Regions from separate parts of the Sus scrofa genome. Here region 2 is linked to region 1. The links are chromatin contacts, called in public promoter capture Hi-C maps. All regions are on one chromosome and are shown on one strand. The core of a region is the stretch at or near the end of the contact, and the rest is flanking DNA. Distances in the headings are between cores, read along the strand shown.

What was found. Promoter capture Hi-C pulls out the DNA fragments that hold promoters and counts their contacts.
Region 2: a contact with region 1 is called in a promoter capture Hi-C map of liver, with 9 times the contacts expected there. The contact joins the promoter of CNIH4 here to the promoter of AIDA in region 1. A contact is called at or near these places in 1 of 5 promoter capture datasets (liver) and 1 of 2 datasets of contacts at active chromatin or transcription factors (alveolar macrophages).

The regions. Positions count from the first base shown.
Region 1 is chr10:11,463,849-11,471,685 of Sscrofa11.1, forward strand. AIDA (axin interactor, dorsalization-associated protein) reads right to left here and starts at 3,001. Exons shown (of 10, transcript XM_003130513.6): 1 at 2,677-3,001. The coding sequence starts at 2,786. BROX (BRO1 domain-containing protein BROX) reads left to right here and starts at 2,325. Exons shown (of 13, transcript XM_013980031.2): 1 at 2,325-3,405; 2 at 5,973-6,092. The coding sequence starts at 5,992.
Region 2 is chr10:12,684,521-12,692,357 of Sscrofa11.1, forward strand. It overlaps CNIH4 (protein cornichon homolog 4), which reads left to right and starts at 4,313. Exons shown (of 5, transcript XM_021064385.1): 1 at 4,313-4,501. The coding sequence starts at 4,433.

The DNA.
Region 1 (7,837 bases), core at 1,751-4,250:
CAGAGACTCAGCGCTTTGAGGGCGGAAATCAAATCGTCCTCATTTCTGCCTGCCCAGCTCTCACTTGCTGAGGGATGACACTGGAAGTTGTTCTTACCTTATGATGAATACAGACATGTTCACTGCCTCCCCAACGTCCCCATCCCGTGATCCACTCCCGCAGGATGACTGTAAAGACACCGCTGCCTCCCCGCTGAGAAAGACCCGTTCTCCAGACTCCTCCTCCTCTCTCAATTATCCAGTCAGGGGTGAAACAGGAGTGAAATCCTGTCCATTCTTTTTCACATCACTTGGTGGCCCCCAAATGGTCTCCCGTTCTGCAGCCTTTCTCACAGACAATTCAAAAACAAAACAAAAAAACACTTGGCATTTCCACTGCGGTGCAGGGGTTAAGGATCCAGCGTTGTCTCTGCAGCCGACCGCAGCCTGCACAGAAGGTTGGGGATTCCGAGCTGCTGCAGCTGTGGCTCAGATTTGATCCCTGGCCTGGGAACTTGCCTTTCATTTTTGAGTATGTTAATTTTACTTATTTGTTTTTCTTTTTAGGCCGCACCTGCGGCATATGGAAGTTCCCAGTCTAGGGGTTTAAACAGAGCTACAGCTGCCAGCCTACACCACAGCCACAGCAATGTCAGATCTGAGCTGTGTCTTCCACCTGCGACGAAGCTCACGGCAACACCAGATCCTTAACCCACTGAGCAGGTCCAGGAATCGACCTTGCATCTCATGGATACTAGCTGGGTTCATTACCAGCCGAGCCACAACGGGAACTCCCTGAATATGTTAATTTTAAAGTCAACCTCATTTTACATATAGCCTGTACGTCCACGAAGTTTAAGCCAATCATTATATACTTCTCCTCAAATTTGATGCAGGTGGTTTACATAATAATTTGAGAACTACTCTGAATCAGGCAGTTCCAAATTTAGTAACTGAGGTTCAACAATGGATTTGTCCAAGCCTATTACTCTCTTATTGAGATGTTTCTAGAAATTCCAGCTAAACAGCTTGCATATTCAATTTTCCTTTGTAATTTCAATTGGACATGGTATTCTTTCCATTGGGAGGGCTGCTGCTGAGCGCCAACAGCTGTGAAATCCCGCCCCTTCACACGTGAGAGGCCGCTTTAGATTTCAGGATTTGCTGGTTAACACACACAACAAGTACAGAGATGCTCCCTGCCTAACTGGCTACGGTCTGGAAGGATCCTTCTCTATGATGAAGGACATTTAATTGGTTCAATTTACTTCCACCTCGTAAATAAAATGTCTTATACATCCACAGTAGAGCTGCCAGAATTTGGAACTTAATAACAACAAAAAAAAACCCCAGACTTCAGTGGTATAGTTCTGTGACCCTAGGTAATCCTATTAGCCTGAGCTTTCAGTTTCCTCATTTGCAAAATAGGAATAATATTATTATCCTCCCTGAGCCTTCGCAAGAGCAAGTGAAATCAACTGAAGTGTAAAACAAACGCCAGCAGTTGTTACACAAGGCAAAAGTTCCCAGAGTACGATGGGTTGCAGGGCTTTTTAAACCTACAGGCAATTCCAAGGCAGTAAGATGAGGTGGAACTGATTTTAAATTATCTTTAGCGGTCCGATTAACTACTGTAGACAACTACTGCAAAGAATAAAGGGTTGAGATCTTCCAAGCACTACTCCTGTATTCTTTCCAAAAAACACTGGGCGGGGGAAGATTTTACTACATGGTTTTAAACGATAACTTTCTTTAAAACTGAGAAGTAATTGATGGCAACAGTTTGCAAACAATAGCAATTTAGCAGGCAGTTCTTATTTTCAGCGAAATGTGCTAGAAAAGGGCAACGTTTTATGCATACGCAAACTTTCTCTTTTAATTTTAAAAACATCCCTTAAGTTTTGGGAGGCAACCAGAAAGGGAAAGAAGTTGGATTTCGGTGGATCAAAGAACCTGGTGCTCGCGTGTACCCTACGGCTACACATCATACACAGGAAAAGGAGGAGGGACCCAAAGAGGGAGTGGTGGCTCCTGCGCGTAGTCTATTAATTCACATTTTGCTCTCTTCTGTTCACATCCTGCGCGGACTCCACCCAGAGCCACCGAGCGAGGGGGCGGGTGGGACTGACACCGCCCAGCAAATAACAGTCCCAGAAACCGAAACAGAATCGAGGTGAATTGGGAAAACACGGCTCACCAGAAAGAGGGGTGGAGAAGGGGCGCGAGAGGGGACCTTCCTCCCAGCTGATGAGACACCTCCCGCCTCGCTGCTTCCTGGGGACACCCCCTCGGTCCGCCGCCAGCAGTGCCCGTCTGTCCCACCCACGCGAGGAGGCGGGCACGGTACGCGGAGCAAGGCCCCTCACACGAGTATTCCACAGAGACTCCCAGAGAAGCCGAGGGGCGGCCACCCGGAGAAGCGGAAAAAAGCAGGAAAGGGAACTGGCTGCAGAGCGGGGATCCGCGAGACGGTGGAAGGAACTAAGGACTGGCCCTCAGGGCCGGCGCCCGGCAAAGAAGGGCTACCTGTTGCACGGAACTGGCCCTGCGGAGGCGGAGGGCGGACCGCCGTCCCCGGGGCCAGGGCTGCGGGGCCCCGCCCTGCGAAGCCCAGGCTGCAGAAAGTGCGGAGAGACGCCGCCAGGGGAAGGGGCGGCCGCCGAGCCCGCCCGGGCCGCTCCGCCGCGGGGCACTCACATCTGATATTCGTCTATCGCCTCCACCAGCTGGCCCCAGGAGTCGAAGTCGGCGCCTCGCCTGAAGCTGGCGCCCCAGCGCTGCAGCAGGCTCCGGGTCACCTCCGACATGGCCGGTGCCCACCCCGTCCCCTCCCGCCCCTGCCCCAGCAAGGCCGGGCTCTAGGGCGCCATCCTCCCCGGGCCTGGCCCCGACATTAACAGGGCCGGGAGGAACCGCTACGGCCACCGCCGCCACCCGCCAAGGAGCCGCCCAAGCCCATTTGCCGCCACAGCCAAACTTTGCGGCTCTGAGGAGGCCGCCCCGCCGAGGCCCCGCCTCCGAGGCCCCGCCCCCGCGTTAGGTTGAGGCCGCCCCGCGCCCCCGAGCGGCAGCCATTGCTATCGTGGCATTCTTGCTGCGCTCGGGAGGCTCTGCTAGCTCCGCTCTTCGTCTCTGGAGGAGAGACCGAGCTCAAGAGGAACGCCCTTAGAGGAGTATCTAAGAAATGGATGAGGAACTGAGTGTCGTAAGGGGGCTGCCCCAATGCGGCCGTCCCCGCCCCTAAGCACCGTGCTACTGCCGCCTCGGTAGCTGTCATGGCTGTCGTGCCACGTGACCCAGCTCGCGCAGGCCTGGTTTCCCGTCGCTCTAGTTCGGTAGTCCCGACTCCCACCCCTTTTCGTTTTAGGACTCGGATATTGCCTTTCTTCCCTCAGAAGGGCTACTGTGCAGACTCCGAGAGATCCGGTAAGTTTGTCATGAGGATGGATGTTGCCAGTGCTATCCCTACCCCTGTTGTCTCCACGGAGTCCCAACCTATAGGATCACCTCCTTTTACACCATCTCTACAGACTCCCGGATTGTGGTCCCCAAAGTATCCTTGAAACAAATGAGAAAAAATCCGTACTGGTCCCGCTAATCAATGCTATAAACATCTAGGTTTGCCGAATCCTGTTGTCCGCGTTTCCACTAACACGGGGATCTTACAAGCTAAATGGGGGGTTGCCTAATCGCCTTCTGCTTGCCTCTTTCGGGTAGATAGTATCGGCTTTCCACAAAAATGTCTGCTCAGGCAGGGCACGCTAGGGTGTGCGCCTGCGCAACTCCTACGTTAAGGCGGAAGGGGCACCGGAGGAAGAGGCTGGGTGGTAAACAGGAAGTGGAGGTTCCGAGCCTCGGGGGCGGCACTGAGGTAGGTTCCTCGGGAGACCCAGGGTCTCCTGAGTGGGTGGACCCGTATCAGTAATCGGATTCCTCGGGAAGAGGCGGGTTAGGTGGCAGCCTCGATCCGACTCTTGTGCTGGTGGCTGTAGAGGCTCCGTCACACCTGCAGGTGGGTGTGTCGTCCTTCCACCCACCCTCGGAAAGGTCGAACACTGGAGTCGGATCTCTGACCCCGAGGGATCCGACGGGGCGGAGAGCACGGTACCCACCCCTGCGTTGCTGAGGTTAAGATTTTCAGAACTTCAGACATCCTCATCCAGGACATGGGAGGTCGCCTTCAAAGAGTACTTGTAGAAAATTTGTTGTCACAATCAAGAGTATTGTGTGCCATTATCACTAGAAGGCTTGGTTTTATGTGCGCAGAGATGGTGTATTAGTTTACTTAGGTGATAAAGGAAGTTTATATGGATATTGTTTAGAAGGTTATATGTTTTTGAAGAACCTTAAACGTTTTGAGTCGTAAATGAACTTGCTCAATTTTTCGTTGAATACGCAATGCATTTTCTCTTTCTTAAGTACCTGGTGCTCTCCAAAACCGGTTTCGCTTTGAATAAATATGGTAAGGGAGATGTTTAAAGTAGGTATTTTGGAGTTTCCGTCCTGGTCAGCGGTAACAACCGGGTGCATGAGGACGTGGATTTGATCCCTGGCCTCGCTGAGTGGGTCAAAGATCCAGCGTTGCCATGAGTTGTAGTGTAGGTCACAGCCCTGGATCTGCTGTTGCTGTGGCTGTGGTGTAGGCCGGCAGCTACAGCTCCTATTGGAACCCTAGCCTGGAAACTTCCATATGCCACAGCTGCAGCCCTAAAAAAAGACATAAATAAATAAATGAATAAAGTAGGTATTTTTTACACCGTGCAGCCTTTTCCCAGTAAGAAAAGTCAATGAACGACATTGTATAATGCCTTCAGATTTCTAGGCTCTTACTTGCTGGAATCCACTCGCCATGTTTAAATCTTCAGTTAGACTGTCCTGTATTATCTTCTTTGTCTACCCAAAGACTTTAAACAAGTGACATACTCCTTTCTTTTTTTTTTGAACTAAAAGGTGTGGGATTCAATTTTTTAAGTTGGCATTTCACTAAGGTAGTTTTCCAGATATTTTGGTGTTTGGAAGAGACATTATTGACCGAGCATTATGTGCTTGTTTTTGTCATTAAACTCTTATTAGCTGTTCTGTGGAAAGCATATTTATTATAGCACACATGCTACAACTTGGCATCTGCAGTGTCTTGTAGAAAATACAGTTAATTTTAAACCCATTTCTTTCAGGTAACCTTAGCAGTCTAAATAAAGGGCACCATTTGAACCTGTTTTGGAATTATATTCTCTGGTCCTGTGTTCTTATTTGCAGCTGTCCAGCCACAGTCTAGTACTGTGCTACTCAGAGCTGTAGTTTAGGGACCAGCAGCATCACCAGCTCAGGTCCTACCCTAGACTGTTGAATCAGAGGCTGCATTTTAACAAGAACCCCTACCCCCTACCGTGGTGATTTTTATGTACGTTAAGGTTTAATCATCACTGCTTTAGTATATTTAACATTGCAGTTACTCTGAGCACATTTCCAAATGCTGGGGTTTTTTTTTTTTTTTTAATCTAAACATAGGCTGCTATAAATAGGCAACTAAAACCAGACTGACTTAGAGCAATGAAGTATTTTATTTATGTATATGTCTCATATATACTTATATTAAAATGTGTATATTCTGTAGTAACTTTAAACTTTTATCTTTAAAAGTATTGTTTTAGGAGTTCCCGTTGTGGCACAATGGAAATGAATCTGACTGGGAACCATGAGGTTGTGGGTTCGATCCCTGGCCTCGCTCAGTGCGTTAAGGATCTCGTGTTGCCGCAAGCTGTGGTGTAGGTTGCAGACGCAGCTTGGATCTGGTGTTGCTGTGGCTGTGGTGTAGGCCAGTGGCTACAGCTCTGATTAGACCCCTAGCCTGGGAACCTCCATATGCTGTAGGTGCAGCCCTAAAAAGTAAAAAAATAAATAAGTAAATAAAAATTAAAAAAAATAAAAGTATTGTTTTAGTATCATTATAGCAAAGGTGTTTTAATTTTTATACATTTCTTTTTTGTCCGTAGGCAAAAGCATCTGGAGAAAATGACACATTGGTTTCATAGGAACCCATTAAAAGCCACAGCTCCTGTCTCTTTTAACTACTATGGCGTCATCACTGGCCCTGCTGCTTCAAAAATTTGCAGGTAGGTTTTAGTCAGCCTCCACAGGCGTAGATTGAGCCATCTTTGGAGACAGGGTTCTTTTTTAGGGCCATGCACAGTGCACGAGTGTGGAGCACACTGTCCTTCACCTTAGATTCTTTGTAAACTTATAAACAACTTGAGATGTTAAGGAGTACATTATCTAAACTGGGTCTTCAATTTTAGATCACTAAGTGAGTCCCAGAGAGGCTAAAACAATCCTGGTTAAAGAGTCAGGGTATTGATTACAGCCGAACAAGAGGCTGCGCAAAGCGTCACGTGTGGATGTTGTTTGTCAGCCAGGTAGTGTGTAAATGGAGCTCTGAGCAGGCAGAGATCCCTGTGCCCTGAAAGAGCCTTCGGAGTGTTCAGGAGAAGAAAGGATTTGAGCTGGAGTTGAAATAAAGGTATGGCTTAGACCAGAGGTCGGCAGACTGTATTCTGCTGATGGGCCCACTCCTTGCTTTTATAAATAAAGTTTAGTAGTGCCCGGCCCGCCTTCTTTACCTATTGTCTAGCACTGCCTTTCCTCTAGACAGTAGGGTTAAGTAGTCCCAAGGGAGACCTCATGACCCACAAGGCCTGAAATATTTATTTTCGGGCCCTCTACAGAAAAAGCTTGCAGGAGTTCCCATCGTGACGCAGTGGTTAACGAATCCAACTAGGAACCATGAGGTTGCGGGTTCAGTCCCTGCCCTTGCTCAGTGGGTTAACGATCTGGCGTTGCCGTGAGCTGTGGTGTAGGCTGCAGACTCGGCTCGGATCCCGAGTTGCTGTGGCTCTGGCGTAGGCCGGTGGCTACAGCTCCGATTCGACCCCTAGCCTGGGAACCTCCATATGCCACAGGAGCGGCCCAAAGAAATAGCAAAAAGACAAAAAAAAAAAAAAAAAAGAAAAAAGAAAACACTTGCAGATCGCTGACTTAGAAGGCAGAGGAGAAGATCATTTCTGTTAGAAATGTAATATTCTGCTAAGATATTTGAAATGTTGGTATTATCTCACTCAGCGAAGCATTTGGAGCATGTGCTTTGTCCTCGGCACTTGGCTGAGTCCTGGGTACGCAGTCCCTCCTCTCGGTGTTGACGATTTACGTGTAGTCTGTCTTCAGTCGTTGACACACACGGTCGTCCTCAGTCATTCACTGTGCGATGTGCTTTCTGGATCCATCACCAAGCAGGTTGCCTGCTGAAGTTAGATGGGGACCTGGAGCAGGATCAGGTGGGAGCTGCTGATCCAGATCTAGGCTTAGATGCAGCGTTGTACTCCCAGATGAGACCACGGAAGAGCGGGGTGGGGGAGCCAAAGGCTGCACAGGTTTGGAGGTGGGCATGAGAGGGGGACATGGAAGGAAGTACAGAAGCAACCTTTAGAGATGAGAGGAGAATCTGGAAAATGTAGTGTTATTGGAGTCAAGGGAGGAAAGAATGTCGAGAAAGAAACAGTGTCTGTAGCCCATTTTGCTACAGGGAAGCACAGGAGACTGGAGCCGAGGGGACAGGTTAGAATGACTAGTGGCCATGGGCTTTTGCATGTTTCATGTATGTTGTGTTATTGAGTGGAATTTTAAAATAATGGTTTTCTACTTACTAAAGTATATTTTGTATAATGTCCCATTTAAAAATTTTAAGGAGATGCTCAGATCATGCGCAGACATTGTTTCCTCTTGTTGTGAACTGGTCAGAGTAACTTACTCATTCTTAATTCCTCCCCAGCGTCTTGAATGCTTGTGTTAGTTTGACTTTCTTAAA
Region 2 (7,837 bases), core at 3,063-5,562, 1.2 Mb after region 1:
CTAAAAAGATAAAAAAAAAAAAAAAAAAGAAAAAAAGAAATTTAGGAGCTTTCTTGTGGCACAACAGGTTGAGGATCTGGCATTGTCACTGCAGTGGCTTGGTTGCTGCTGTGGTGTGGGTTTGATCCCCCACTTGGGAACTTCCATATGCCATAGACAAGGCCAAAAAAAAAAAAAAAAAACAACCTTCAGAATGACGCAAAATTTTCAACATGTGCACTAATACAAGCTAGAAGACAGTGGATCAATGCTGTCAAAATAATATTCAACAGCAGTTCCCACTGTGGTGCAACAGGATGAGTGGCATTTCTGAAGCACTGGGATGCAGGTTCCAACTCTGGCATCGTTGCTGCAGCTGTGCCTCAGTTTGCAACTGTGGCTCAGATCTGATCCCTGGTCTTGGAACTCCACATGCCAAGGGGTGGCCAAAAAAGAAAAGAAAAACAAAAAACAAAACAATTTTCCACCTATGATTCTGAACTAACTCAAACTATCAATCACAGTAGAACTAGAACAAAGCTAGTCTTAGAAATACTAGGCCTCCATATATCCTTACAACTGTGTATCCTTTCTCTGGAATCAATTGAAGGAAGCCATCTAGCAAGTGAGGGAACTGTTCAGTTTAAGAAAAATACTCATTCTGTTGTTGTATCCACTTGTCCTAGATGTCAATGACATACAGTGGGTTGATGGTATTGTTGAACTCAGCCATGTCCTTACGGATTTTCTGCCTGCTGTATCTATTTGTTAGAGAATTCTTGAAGTCACCAACTGTAATAGTGGATTCATTTCTTTCTCCTTGCAGTTCTGTCAATTTTTGTCTCACACATTTTGACGCTCTGTTTTTAGGCATATACACATTAGAGATTGTTGTGTTTTCTTGACAAATTTAATTTTTACCATCATGCAGTGCTCTTTCTTATCCCTGATAATTATTTTTTGGCCTGAAGACTGCTCTGTCTGAAATTACTGTAGCTTCTCCTGCTTTCTTTTGATTAGTGTTAGCATAGTATAGCTTTCTCCAACCCTATCCCCTTGTTAGACCTACACCACAGCTCATGGCAATGCCAGATTCTTAACCCACTGAGCAAGGCCAGGGATCGAACCCACAACCTCATGGTTCCTAGTCGGATTCGTTTCCCCTGAGCCACGATGAGAACTCTCCATCCCTTTACTTTTAATCCATATGCGCTTTTCTATTTAAAGTGGATTTCTTGTGGACTGGTAGAACTACAGGAGGTAAGAACTATAGGAGGCAAGACTCACAAGTGTAAGCTCTCACCTTCCCCCTGCACCCTCTCCCCAAGGGATTTTTTTTTTGGGGGGGGGGGAGTCTTTTTAGGGCCGAACCCATGGCATATGGAAGTTCCCAGGTTAGGGGTCAAATTGGAGCTACAGCTGCCAGCCTATGCCATAGTCACAGCAATGCGGGTTCCAAACTGTGTCTGTGACCTACACCATGGCTCATGGCAATGTGGGATCCTTAATCCACTGAGCTAGGGCAGGAATCAAACTTGCATGTTCACAGATACTAGTTGGGTTCTCAATCTACTGATCGAAGAAGGGAACTCCCTGAGGTTTTATATTCAGGCTTGTCCACACTGAGCCTCCACCTTCTCATCAATTATAGTCCAGGTTTTCCTAATCCAGTACTGGTTCCATGGGGTTTTCTGCTAGTGTGTTTCTGCTCTGGTAAGCTGTGCTCCTCTGTATTGGCTTGTCTGTCCCATTTTTGGAGCAATGATCTCACTTCTCTGATGGACCTAAGAAGAGCTTATTTTTCAGTTTCTTTGAATTTTATTTGTTATCAGGACCTAGTGGTAGCTTCCAAGCCACATGCCAGACTGGAAATGGAAACAGTTCAATTTCTACTTTTGAAATATGATATGTATTTTAAACCGCAAATCTTGGTCTCTCTCTCTCATTCTCTAATGCGTGTTCGCACACACACACACACACACACACACACACACGCACGCACGCACGCACACACCCACTAATTGGGTTGTTGTCGTTGGGTTTTTTTTGGCCACACCAGCGGCATGGGAGTGCCTGGGCCAGTGACTGAATCCAAGCCACAGCAGTGACCTGTGTACAGCTGCAGCAATGCTGGATTCTTAACCTGCTGTGCCACAGTGGAAACTCTCCACTAACTGTTTTTTTAATCCTGATTATTTCCCTGTCTTAAATTTTGCATTCCACAGTTTTGGCATTGCAACCATGTTTTAAGTTTTCAAGTAGATGAGACAAAGGCTATCTTCATTAGGTAATTCTAACCCTTGATTATGGAGCCATTTTTTTTATTCACTCATGATAAAATAGCAGATAGAGAATATTGGATAGCCTATGTTTTCTGTTCCAACTCAAGAGAAACGTATGTGAGATAAGGTTTATGTTAATAAAATCTGGACTAATTTCGATAAAATCTCTCCTGTAGTCAGTATGGGTCATTCATTTGGCAAACATTTATCAAACACCAGCTATTTGCAGGATAGAAGATACTGGGGATACAAAAGCTAACAAAATGTTATTTTTATTTTAATTTAAGGCATAGAGGGTGAGGCATGTAAGGAAGACAGTTAATGAGTGCTCTGATAGAGGTATGTACAAGGTCCAGTGGGAGTGTAATGACAGCCAGTCTCTAATCTGGTAGCAGTCCACCTAGCTTTAACCTATGAACCCTTTATGATCCCATGAACCTATGCTGTGTTGGACAAACCCAGTTGGTTTGCATTCACACTAATTTATCCTCCCTATTTATCCTCTTCTCTCCTAAGTGGTCATCCTGCAGACAAACTTGTCACCCTTGGAAACATTTTGTGCACCAAACAGAAGGATATTTTTAAAATGGAAATCAGATCAAGGTACTTATATACCTAAAGCTCCCCAGCAATTTATCATCATATTAGAATAAAAGTTAAACTCCTTGCCAGGGATCCCATGCAACCTTTCCTTGCCCACCTCTGACATTCTCTCAAAACTCACTGTTATTTATTGTACTTCAGCCACATTGACTTTTTTTCTGTTCCTTCAACACACAAAGTTCCTGTGAGCAGCTGGGATCTTTGTACTGTCTGAAACACTCTGCCCACAAACTCTTACATAGCTATTGTTCAGATTTCAACTTAAATGTCAGTTCCTCAGCTTGGCCTTCTCTGATCAGTCAGTCTCCAATCTGAGAAGACTTCCCCATCTTCAAATACTATAACTGCCTGTCACAGATATTTATGGATGGATGTATGTATGATCGCATGTGTGTATGTGTCTGTCTCCCCCACTGTAAAATAACTACAGGAATGTAGGGATTTTTTTTTTCTTTTTTACTCATTCTTTATCTCTAAGTTCCAGTACCTGGCATATACTAGCTGCTCAGAAAATACTGGTTGAATAAATATATGACTTTGATATATTGTTCATAGAGCTTATAACCCTGTGAAATGATCTTTTCTCCATATTTAGTTGCTAATTTATTACCTAATCCTCCCACCTACCCACCGGATAAGAGCAGCATTTTCTCTGCCTTACTCATCTCTGTATCTCTGGAGTTTAGAGCAGTTCTTGGACTATAATAGGGGTGGAGTCGGTAAATAAGTGTTAAGTGAATAGATGACAACACATTCAGTTTTTAAAGAAGCTAAATTCTAGAGTGGAAACATTGTCGTAACAGAGAATAAGCAAGAGATTGTGAAATCTCCAGAGAAACTGGATCAGAAAGGACAAGTCTCAACTGCCAAGCCAAGAGTGTTGAAGTTAGATGTGAAATTTGAGATTAAAAAAACCTCTTACCATTCCCAAGTCAGGGGATCCCCCAGGTCTAGAGTGTAGTCTAAAGAAAATTTAGGGAGTTCCTGTTGCGGCTCAGCAGAAACCAACCCGACTGGTATCCTGAGCATGCTGGTTCCATCCCTGCCTGGCTCAGTGGGTTAAGGATCCTGCGTTTCGAGAGCTGCAGTGTAAGTCCCAGACTGAGCTTGGATCTGGCCTCGCTGTGACTGTGGTGTAGGCCACAGCAGCACTCCAATTGACCCCTAGCCAGGGAACTTCCATACTCTGTGGGTGCAGCCCTAAAAAGACAAAAAGAAAACTTAGCGCATACCAGAGAAATTATACGGGGCATCCAGAAGATTACAAGCGTTCAGAAAATACTCCTTAATCAGATTTAGGATAGAAAGCCCACCCACTTCTTTGATAGGTATTCAAACTTCAGAACTACATTTCCCAGCATGCATCAGAATTATGGCTGTAGTTTTTTTTAAAGGACTACAACTCCCGGCATGCCGCACCCCGGGGAGGTGAACTACTCGCCCCGACAGGCCGGAGCAAGGGCCTATCAGGGGCGGGGCGGGGCGAGGCCCGGCTGCTTCTGGGCCCCAGAGCGGGTTTGACGGAAGGAGAGGCGCGGCAACGGCGGCGGCCGAGAAGGAGGAGGAGGATGGAGGCGGTGGTGTTCGTTTTCTCGCTCCTCGACTGTTGCGCGCTCATCTTCCTCTCGGTGTACTTCGTATCCTTGCCTAAGGCAGGCGGAGGCCGGCATAGGGCCCTCCGCCCAAGGGGCGGGCTGGGGTTGGGTCCGGATGGGGGACAGGGCAGGTGCGTGGTAGTGCAAGAGGCGGCCGCGCGGTACCCCCGGCGCTGGCTCGGCCCGCGGTGACCGATGTGGTGAGCCTGGGCGGGAGGAGGGCCTCGGCTGCTGTGCTTGGGCCGCTGGCCGCCCCTCCCCCGGGGGTCTGAGCAGGCCTTCCTCTTGAAGCGCCCGGCCTGGCCTGCCCGCCTCTGCTCGTCCCCAAGACGCCGGGACGCGCTGTGCCCAGCCTGGGGGCCTGGCACTTGGCCTGGGTTTGCTGCTCTCAGGGGAGAGGGGTCGCGGTTTTCCTCCTTTTTTGGCGCTCGAGAGTTAAAAGGGTCGCGGATTTTCTTGCAGTTCCCCTGGGCCAGGCCCTTCGAGGGATTCCCGGGGTCCCGAGAGCGGCGGCCCACGACCTACATCCCGGGGCGGTCGCTCGTGAACAGTCTCGCGCTGAGCCCGGTGGAGGCTATTTGCCGCCTCTTGTCATTCTCGGGGCGACACCCCGCGCTGTCCGCCCCTTTGTTCTCTCGGGTATTGAAACTTGTAGGGGCCTTTCACGTCCAGGAGTTGACTCATTCATTTCAAAAACGAGTGAAAATGTTTTCTTCACGACGCCGTTTCGTAGGCAGTTGTTGGGAAGGGCTTGTTGTAAGAACCACCTGCAGGTGATTTTTTTGGATACCCCTGTCGGTTGCACATCTGTGAATTGAGTAACTATACGCGAGATTTAGTTCTCAGTCATTTCTCAACTTTTATTCTTTTCCGTATCGGTACATGTTTGAAACTTCCGTATTTTGTATAGCTGTTCACGCTACAGTATTCAGACTGTATTTTCCAGGGCAGTAAATAGTCGTTGAAGTTAGCACTCTGGAAGATGTGGAGACTAAACTCTTCCCTATTCTTGAGGGAGCATCTAGGCTTCGTTGTCGCCCAGTGATATAATGCACAATCCAAGTGTAAGCTAGAAAAAAAAAATGAGATAATCTGCTTTTAATTTTTTTCCCTTGTAAATTGCAAGGGACCCTTTCTGACAGAATTAAACTTTTTGTTTGCCAGAGCATTTTGGCTTTAGGTTGATGGTACAGAGTATGTTTTCAGTGTGGCTTCATGCTTTGTTATGGATAGGCAACCTGTCCAAGTGGGAAGGACAGAATTCGGAATCGGGGCTCCTTAGTTATTTGCTATGCACAATACTTCACCTCTCTAAGCCTCAGTTTTCTCTTTATTTTTGTCTGTTTTTTTAAGCCGCAGTTTCTTTCTTTCTTTCTTTTTTTTTTTTAACTTTTTAGGGCTGAACCCTCAGGTTCCCAGGCTAGGAGTCTGATGGGAGCTGTAGCTGCAGGTGTACACCACAGCCTCAGCAATGCAAGATCTGAGCTGAATCTGCAGCCTATACCACAGCTCACGGCAATGCTGGATCCTTAACCTACTGAGTGAGGCCAGGGATCCAACCCAAATCCTCATGGATACTAGTTGGATTTGTTTCCACTGAGCCACAATGGGAACTCCTAAGCCTCAGTTTTCTTATCTTTAAAATGGGGAGAGGAGTCTTTGGTAGCTGTTTGGGTTAGAATCCACTGTTGTCACTGCTGTGGCTTGGGTCACTGCTGTGGTGCAGGTTCAGTCCTGGCCTGGGAACTTCTGCATGCCATGGGCGTAACAAAAAAATAAAATGGGAGGAATGTTTACTTCTCAGATGTATGTGTGCACAATGAGAGCGTGTTAAGCACCTAGCAGCCCAAAACCTGCCCCATGACTGATGTTTAGTAAATACTGCTCTGCCTTCTTCCTCCCTCACCCCTACTGAGCAGCAGTTTTTACTTTAACTGACGATTTGTAATGAGGAGAACTGCATTTTTGGGGCTTGGCAAACAGACTGAAAGGGCAGCATTGTTTAGAACATTTTGATGACCTAACTCCCTTTTGTGGCATAAGGAACCGAGCTTAAATTTGGAGAAATGAAACTTAGATTTCTCTTACTGCAGTTTGGAAAACTAGGCTCGATAATTTAAAAAGCCTTGGTTTATACCAATTTATGTACATAGACACAGGTGGAATATTAGACTCAGACGTTAAGTTACATTTAGGGTGTGTTTTGATGAACACATTACTGTATTTTGGAATAGTTGCACTAGCTTAATATTAGAGCCAAGAGGTGGAAAATCATCAGGGTATACATTCTGTAAGGATAAGAGTTTTCATGGACTTTGAACTGGGAAGAAAACGTGTAGAGAAGGAAAAGGGTGGATATTTAAAATCAGATTCAGGAAAGAGCAAAGCTGCAGACAGGTGTGTTCATGGCATTTCTGGTGATGGAGGAATAGGCCATCTGGAGCACTTGGTTGATTTGGCCGGCAGCAGAAGGGCAGGTTTGGAAAGGCTGGATTCGATTAGATGTTGGAGGGTTTGAATGTTAGGGCAAGGAGGGCTTTCACTTTTATTCTCTAGGCAGTAGGGAGCCATTGAAGCATTTTGACATAAAACAAAGTGATGTATTAGGAAGATAAGCCTGCAGAGTGGGTTGGAAACAGAAAAGATTGGAAGGTAAGAAACCATCAGGGAATGGGTTCATCTGGGTTTTGAAATGGGTCGCTAATTGTGGGCAGGTGAAAGAAGGAATTAATGTAAGTGGTGCTAGAAAGAAATGATTGATAGGACCTGGTAGTGATTGATGATGAGATAGGAAGCATAAGGTAGAAATAACTTCCCATATTTTGAGCTGGGGCAAATGATGTTTGTGTCGTTAACAGAAGTAAAATAAACTAGAGGTGGAACAGTTTGTGGAGAAAGTGGTGATTTTTGCCTTTAGCTGTGTTGAAGTGATAAGGGGAATAGCCATACAGAAATGTTTAGAATTTAGTTGAGAACATTTACTTTTATCTTTTTTGTTGAATTTTTTCCATGGCATGTGGAATTTCCCAGGCCAGGGATCGACCCCGTGCCACAGCAGTGACAGCACCAGATCCTTAACCCCCTGCACCACTAGGAAACTCTGAGGACTTTTCCTCTTATGTCTGTCTGTCCCTAACATGTGACCATGCTAAATTTTATAGTTTTGAATCCTATTTTTTTCATATCTTAGGTCTTCAAAGATATTTTATGGATATATCATAAATAAACCATATTCTACTTTTAGGGATGTATATTTATAACATTTAAACTTTTTTTTTTTTGCCTTTACTAGGGCCACTCCTTCAGCATATGGAGGTTCCCAGGCTAGGGGTCTAATCAGAGCTGTAGCCACCGGCCCACGCCAGAGCCAAAGCAATG